Regions from separate parts of the Mus musculus genome. Here region 2 is linked to region 1. The links are chromatin contacts, called in public promoter capture Hi-C maps. All regions are on one chromosome and are shown on one strand. Each heading gives the region's core, a stretch centred on a gene start, on an enhancer-like site or on the middle of the called end of the contact. The rest is flanking DNA. Distances are from core to core; before and after follow the strand shown. Region 1 overlaps Zc3h18 (zinc finger CCCH-type containing 18). Region 2 holds the start of Gas8 (growth arrest specific 8).

Region 1 (3,963 bases), core at 66-2,565:
AGGAAGACAATGCCCCTGCTGAAGCTGCTGCACTGCATTAGTCCTTTGCAGGCCTGATGCCCTTAGAGGCTTCCCCTTGCCTTTTCAATACCACCCACAAGTAACGGACCTGCTTCTAACCCATCTTGTAAAAAGTGGCTCTTCTAACAGAGGAGGGGAATGCTAAGACTGGAACAGCTGGCCTTATAGAAAGAAGCACTCAGAAACAACTGCCACTATGTGCTGCAGCCTTGGGTCTGCTGTACACAGGCCCGACACCTGTAGGGTAAGAAGAGGGGCTCTCCTCTAAGGCAGTTTTTAAGGCAATGACAGGCCAATGAAAGGCCCATTGTTTACCACCAACAGCACCTCACTGCCATCAACTCTTGCAGTCTAGCCCCGTGAAGCCTCACTGACATCAACAGTGTGCCCAGAGGAGGATGGATCACCACCATGGCCCCAGGAGAGCAGAGGCTACACAGATGGCCGCAAAAGGGCTGGAGGCAGACAGTTACCTTTCATGAAGAATCGGCAGGTGGGGCGAGGCCTCACCTTCCGGTCACTGGGGTCCTTCACCTCGCCTTCCTCCAAGTCATCATCCTAGAACAGAGGACAGTCATCTGGAGGGGAGCCACACCACTTGCCCACCACACCTCTTCACCAGGCTGGAAGCAGAGAGGCTGGGGGAGCATCCACCTTTTCCACAGGTACGTCCTCATCAGCTCACCTCCAGTTCCCCATTCTTAAGTGCTCAGTTACACAGCAGATGGTCTCCAGTCACCTATAACCTCAGAAGAGTACTGTGGGAATGGTGGGCTCCACCAAACACTTCAGAGCAGAGCTTCTGTTTCTATCCATTGCAAGCAGGCAATGGTCATACTTTGGTCTTTACTACTACGTACATTAACAGTGTATAAACCCAGTACTTCATGTCCTTTACAACTGAAGACTCCTTGCCACTCATGGGGACATCAGGTGACCCTGATAGCAACACTACCTATGGCTCATTCTTTACCTCACCATTACTTTAGAGTGACCCAGAAGCTTTACAGAGAGCAGAACCCAAGTTGCATTTCCAGGGTCCTCAGGGGAGCCAAGACCTGACCACTACTTTGGGGTCTCACCAGCCACCCCTGTGCCCAGGACCTGTTCACCAACCTATTCCCATCAGCCTAGACTCCTTGTAGTCAAGCTATGCCCATGGTCCTATGCTCTCTGGATAGCCCTGGCACCAGGGGAAGAGTGGGCAAACATGCCTTCTGCCTTGGCCTGCTGACCCCATGAGGAGACAAAAGCAGAACAAAGCCATGAGCCACAGGGTCAAAGAACAATCCCTGGTCAAACACACACGGGCTGTTCCCCGTGTCCTGCAGATGCAACTGACCATGGCGTCTCTAGGAACAGGTCAGAGGGATCAGAAAGGATGCCCTTGTTTTCCTCTGGTGACAGGGGATGTCACGCCACATCTCCTGCTCTGCAGAACCCCATGCTCACTAAATATCATCTGACAGGGAACATCCCTTCCAGCAAACACCAACAAGCAGCTGGCCCACAGTCCAAACTGCATGCATCCTAAACACTCATGTAGAGGCTCTGCCTGAGAGATATTCATCTCTCAGATATTCATCTTCAGAATGCCATGCCAAGTAGGTCTTGGCCTAGGAGACTGTCCCTGAGGAGGGAGTCTGGTGATGCAGCAATTATCTAAGACCATGATAAGAACAACAAATATGCTAAGCAAGAATCACAGTGGATAACCAGGCAGTGGTGGTGTAACCTCGCAGAGACCTGTGGATCTGAGTTCAAGGCCAGCCTGGTCTACAGAGCGAGATCCAGGACATCCAGGGCTACACAGAGAAACCCTGTCTCAGGGGAAAAGAAAAATCCCAGTGGAGGCCCATGAGCCTATAGAGACGTAGCAACAAAGTTCAAACATGCAAACAATATTGTGGAATGGGAGGAAGACAGGGTCCAGGAGAGGAGCTTACAGGGAAAGTGGCTGCTGGCCTGGAGTCACTGTGCTATCATGGGCCAGGCTAAAACTTATCAGTTATGGTGCCCACTTGCCTACCTGTCCTGTTATATCTTCAGCATGCTATTGTGATCCTTATACACTTCCAGGATCCCAAGTGTCCAAGACTTCCCAACAACATGAACCACAGGGTACTGTGGGCTAGAACAGTAGGAAGGAAGAACCTCTCCTGTTACTGAAGGATGCTGGGCTGGGGTCTTTTAGTAGCATGCTATTTCCCATAGACTGCAGGACCATTCACATGGGGGTAGCAGGCACAGTAGGCAAAACAAAAACATACTGTGGAACTGTGTTGGGCCAGAAAGTCAAGTGGCAGATTCATCCCATACACTGTTTCCAAGGGAAACCAGCACACAAAGATTATGGATGCTGTCTAGGGTGGGCTTGGTTCAAACCATTTCCCCACTGCCCATACCCACAGCACAACACAAGAGTTACCAGTATCCCCCCCCCCCCAACCCCTTCTGACTTTCACTGTGGGAAGAGGAAGGGCATTTCACAGGGAGCAGCCTGACACCAGGCACAGCTAAAACACAGTTGATAATCCCAACTGGAACAGCACAGCATCTTTTCCCTTTCACCAACCCCCGAGGTAAAGATCAATTTCTCCATAGGTGAAGCACACGCATGCACGCACACACACACACAAGAGCCAAGAAATCATGCACAGCCTAGTTCTTCCTGAGGGGAACTAAGCAGGTAACTCAGGAGACTGTTTACTACCCAGCTGGGACAAAATGTGAGACATCTGATACAATTGCAGCAGCTATACCCCATTTACTCTACCACTGGGACACAAAGCCCTGCTACCAACCAGACTGTATGGCCAAAGTCATCCTCCATCCGTGAAACCCTAAAATGAACTAAGTGTGCAGGGACCAACAGGCTACCGCAGGACTGGTGCATGTGAGAACCTGGGGTCCCCAGATAGTGGCCCTCTCTCTAGATCATCTGATATGTTTAACCTATCTCCTACCAGACAAGCAGGTGCTTTCTGAGAAACCTCAGCTGGCTCATCTAGTCTTCCTCTCCCTCACCTGCTTTGAGCTCAACTGCTCTGAACTTCAGGCTATGTCTTCCTTCCAAACCTCCCAATCACGCTCTTCCAATAGAATCATCTGCAAAGAAAACCTGACCTTCACACCCATGATTCCATGTGAAGATTTAAAGATGGGATCTTCTCTTGAACCTGAATCTCAAGAGATGCCCCGATAGCTCTCCTCTCTGAGGTTCTCTGCAAAAGCCTACTTCCCATTCCACACTGTGAGCACTTGCTTTCCTGCCTCCACACAAGCTCTCATTTCCCTGCACCCTAGCCCAGCCTACCACTGACCCTCTCTCTAGGAACAAGGGAGCCTGAGAGTCCTGCTGGGCCCGCTTCTTCTGGATCAGGCACGTTGCTCTTGACAGCTCCACCATACTCACGTCTATCTCGCCATCATCGATCTCCCCGTCGTCATCCTCTTTCTTCTTCTCCTTGGCAGCTTCTGTGGGTTCTTGTTCTCCCACACTTTGAACATCAGGCTTCCCTTCCTCTCCGGGAGCCCCTTCCCCCTTCTCCTCCTCCTCCTCAGCCCCAGCCTTCTCAGCCTCCTCCTCCTGGGCAGCAGGAGCTGGCTCCTCAGGGACCTCCTCATCATAGTCTAGTTCATGCTCATCCAGTTCCCGGGTCACCGAGGAGGCTTCGTCCCTGAGGTCACTTGTCCCATCTTCCTCAACATCATCCCCCTCCTCGCATGGGGATCCCGCTGGGCCCCTGCTCAGCTCATGAGCCTCTGAGTCCTGATCTTGGGACTTGGGCTCACTGGCTCGGTCTTCCTCATCCGAGCGAGTCTCCTCCTGGCTTTGTACCCTGGTTGCATTTTCCTCCTCCTCCAAATCAGACGCCCTTTCCCCAGCTCCATCCAAATCTTGTTCAGATCCACTTTCTCTTAGAATGTCATCATCTGAGA
Region 2 (3,512 bases), core at 155-2,654, 1.1 Mb before region 1:
TACGGTTAAAAACATTCTTTTGGAGAGATGGCTCAGAGGTTAAGAGCACTGACTGCTCTTCCAGAGGTCCTGAGTTCAATTCCCAGCAACCACATGGTGGCTCACAACCATCTGTAATGGGGTCTGATGCCCTCTTCTGGTGTGTTGGAGGACAGCAGCAGTGTACTCACATATATAAAACAAATCTTACATTAAAAAAAAAAAAAGAAAAACTTATGGGGGGGTGGAGAAGGGGTGTTTTGGGAAAGGCAGCATTTGAGGAGGTAGTGTGGAAACCTAAAAGATAAAAAGAAAAACTTATCTGGGCTTTAAAAAGGAGGGATACACACACACACACACCCGCCCCACCCCACAAGTATACTGGCAACCACGCTTCATAGCCACCACAGAGACACAGAAGACCCTCATCAGCAAGGACCGAGAATAAGCCTTTTGGAGAGACCTCACAGCAATGACCGAATCTGAGGCTTCCTGACTCGTGTCTGCCATTATGAACCCACTTCAGGGAACTCTGGTCTTGAGCACACCGCACACACTGTGTCTGTCTGCAGATGTTCCCAGCAGACACTGCTCACAGGGCCTGCTTTATTCTAGCAGCCTTGACAAGGCCATAAATGCTTGGCGGGAAGATTAAGCAGCAGTTAATATCGGCCATAGTTCCAGGCAGGCAGACGCAGGAAGATGCCACCCCACCAGCTAATGACCCATGCCCTAGCACATCTGCCAAGACACTGCACTACTGACAGCATCTATCTCCTGGGTGGGGCGGGGCATTATGTGAGAAAAATAAAGGAGACAGGGGGCTTCGGCCTTCTTCTTCTCAGGAGCCTGAGATACCCAAGGTGTGTATCCCTGGTCACTCCATGACACTCTGCCCTTGGTAGGGAGGCCTCCGGCCACATGGTACACGCTAGGTTTTCCACCTCCGAGTTCTCGGGGTTTCTCCTGTGCCGGATTCTGCGCCCTGTGGACACTTAATTGACCCCTGAGCCCTTAAGTACTGGTCCCAAGGATCTGACGGACTCAGCTTCTGATTTCTGGACGCCTTGCACACTGGACTCTCAGTCTAGCCAGTGTGATGATCATCCCAGAGAACCTGAATGCAGGCCCCGGCCTCCTGGCCTCCCCAACCGGGACCACACGGAAGAACTGCGCCCAGCTCTCCATTCTAGTAATCCAAAATTGCAGGCCCTCCCAGTCCCGGGGACCCGACCCTCTCCACATTTCTGCACGAAAGCCTCCCAGGTTCTCTGTGCACTGGACACTCCGAGCACAGGCCGACTCACCATGGTGCCAGCAGTCCAGCACTTCCACTAATCCGGGATGGGCGCTGGTCAGAGGAGGCTGCGCGGTCTCCTGGCAACTCCGACTAGATCCCGTGCTGGTTCTCAAATCCTCGCGAGACTATCCTCCAGTTCTCCCCTCCCACCCACCCCCGCCCTAAGGGACCTGGGCAACCGGGAGTGCGTCCCTAACAACGCGCCAGAAGAGCTAGTGTTGCCCTCGGTGTATTGCTGGTCTCTCTCCCACTACAACTTGGGCTACAGAAGAAACCTATTGTGGTTCCTCGGGTTCTCCAGAGTCTACATGGCGGGCGCTCACAAGGAGGAACGGATAAAGAGAAAAGTCTGAATGATTAATCTGCCTCCCAAGCCAAGTTCCCAAATTGGATGCAAATATTGAGCTAAGAGCCCGCTCCTGCGGCCCATCCACCTTGCCCTGCTTGTGAAAATTCCTTCCACATGCTGCTCTGATGAGACTGAACGTGTAAAGCTGGGCTTCCAGAAAGAAAAACGCTAAGGGTGTTATGCCTGCGACCACTGGGGAAGCTGAGAGGAAGACTGCATGCGTTGGAAGCTAGCCTGGGCTACATACCAAAAACCCTGTCTCAAAAAAAAAAAAAAAAAAAAAAAAAAAAAAAAGAAAAAAATGCTGGAGAGATGGCTCAGCGGGTAAGAGCACTGACTGCTCTTCTGAAGGTAGAACCACCCATAATGAGACCTGACGCCCTCTTCTGATGCGTCTGAAGTCAGCTACAGTGTATTTATTTATAATAATAAATAAGCGAGTTGATTGGAGTTGCTTGGAGCAGGGCTGCACCCTGCATAACAACCACATAAAGGCTCACAACCATCTGTACAGCTGCAGTGTATGCACATACATAAAAAGAAAGAGAAACAAAACAAAAGCAAAACAACAACAAAGTGGCTTAGCAGGACAGGGTAAAACAGAAACAGAAGGGACAGCAGGTTATGCTCCTCTGCCTGCTCTGAGGATGAAGATTCCACACCCATAAGTGGATGCAGCAGGAGAGAAAGATTGCTCAGTGGTGGGGATCTGAGGCTCCTAGCAATGAGACTCCCCTGTTTGCTAACCCAACCTCCCAGTGTCCCCTCTCCCAGATTCTTGAAGAATGGCCCGCTGGAAGAACAACACCGGATCCTTGTGAGCATTCTAACAGTGGCTTATTTGTAGTAAATCTTAACAAAAGTCCAACATAGCCGCCACGCTGTTTGCTGTCAGTGAACTTTAAGGCGAGCCCCACTCGCCTGGGAAACTCAAAAGCAGCACCTAGAAGCACCTGAGCACAGTTAGGTCAGCTGTCGAATGCTGTCAGCCGAGAGCTCAGATTGTCAGCCGGAACATACACAGGTGGACTCCGGGTAGCCTGTTTTTTACGGGAGCCTTCCAAGAAAGCTGGATTTCTTTCCTAAAGACCTAGCCTTGGGAGTTGCACTGTCTCACATCTCCCACACTCTACTAGCCAGTGCAGTCACAGGCTCCAACAGCACTGCAGCTAAAAGATCCTGATGGTACGGTTCTGGAAGAAATGGTTCCAGCAGTTTTGGCTTGTTTGTTGAGGCGGAGTCCATGTAGCCAAGGCTGACCTCAAAGCCAGACCATCAGCAAGATCAGAGATGAACATGAACTGCTCCTCCTGCCTCCACCTGTGAAGCATTTGGGACAGGTGTGTAGCACCATGATTGGCTCCCTGACATTTTAACTGCTTTACTATTTTGGAAAGCACAGCCTGCTAATGTCCCAGGTACCTAATAGTGGCCTATGCCCAACCCTCTTTTTCTTTTTTTTTTTTTTAAGATTTATTTATTTTAAGTACACTGTAGCTGTCTTCAGACACCCCAGAAGAAGGCATCAGATCTCATTAGGGATGGTTGTGAGCCACCATGTGGTTGCTGGGATTTGAACTTAGTGCTCTTAACCGCTGAGCCATCTCTCCAGCCCTCCCCCTCCCCCTAAGCTAACCTTATAACCCTGGTTTTGTCCCAGGGAGGAAAGGAATGACCAAGGACCGAGCACTGACTCAGCCAGGCCTGGTGGGGTTTCAGAGGGCTTTAGCCAGCTGGTGGGGATGTTCCCTTGTTTTGTAAACTAAGAACTATTTAACTTTCTGAAATCGGCCTTCAAGCTTAAAGGCCACAGGCTACCTTGTGTCCACTAGAGCTGGGCAGAAAGCCAGAGCTTTGACTCAGACCCTACTTGATTCAATGAAG

The links. Promoter capture Hi-C pulls out the DNA fragments that hold promoters and counts their contacts.
Region 2: a contact with region 1 is called in a promoter capture Hi-C map of liver, with 4 times the contacts expected there. The contact joins the promoter of Gas8 here to the enhancer-like site in region 1. A contact is called at or near these places in 5 of 39 promoter capture datasets (the C10 cell line, hippocampal neurons, liver and 1 more) and 2 of 115 datasets of contacts at active chromatin or transcription factors (astrocytes and embryonic stem cells).

What each region holds. Positions count from the first base shown.
Region 1 is chr8:122,383,478-122,387,440 of GRCm38.p6, reverse strand. Zc3h18 (zinc finger CCCH-type containing 18) reads right to left here. Exons shown (of 18, transcript NM_001029994.1): 2 at 3,437-3,963; 3 at 495-579. Among named protein-coding and RNA genes, the nearest start is that of Gm39270, 8.4 kb to the right of the region's middle. Within about 2 kb of position 1,315, at least 3 of the 459 cell types and tissues checked have an H3K27ac peak or open chromatin away from gene starts, as enhancers often do. A contact at or near this core is called in liver, where this site is marked.
Region 2 is chr8:123,516,727-123,520,238 of GRCm38.p6, reverse strand. Gas8 (growth arrest specific 8) reads right to left here and starts at 1,404. Exons shown (of 11, transcript NM_018855.2): 1 at 1,287-1,404. The coding sequence starts at 1,289. It also overlaps a transcript of Dbndd1 not described here.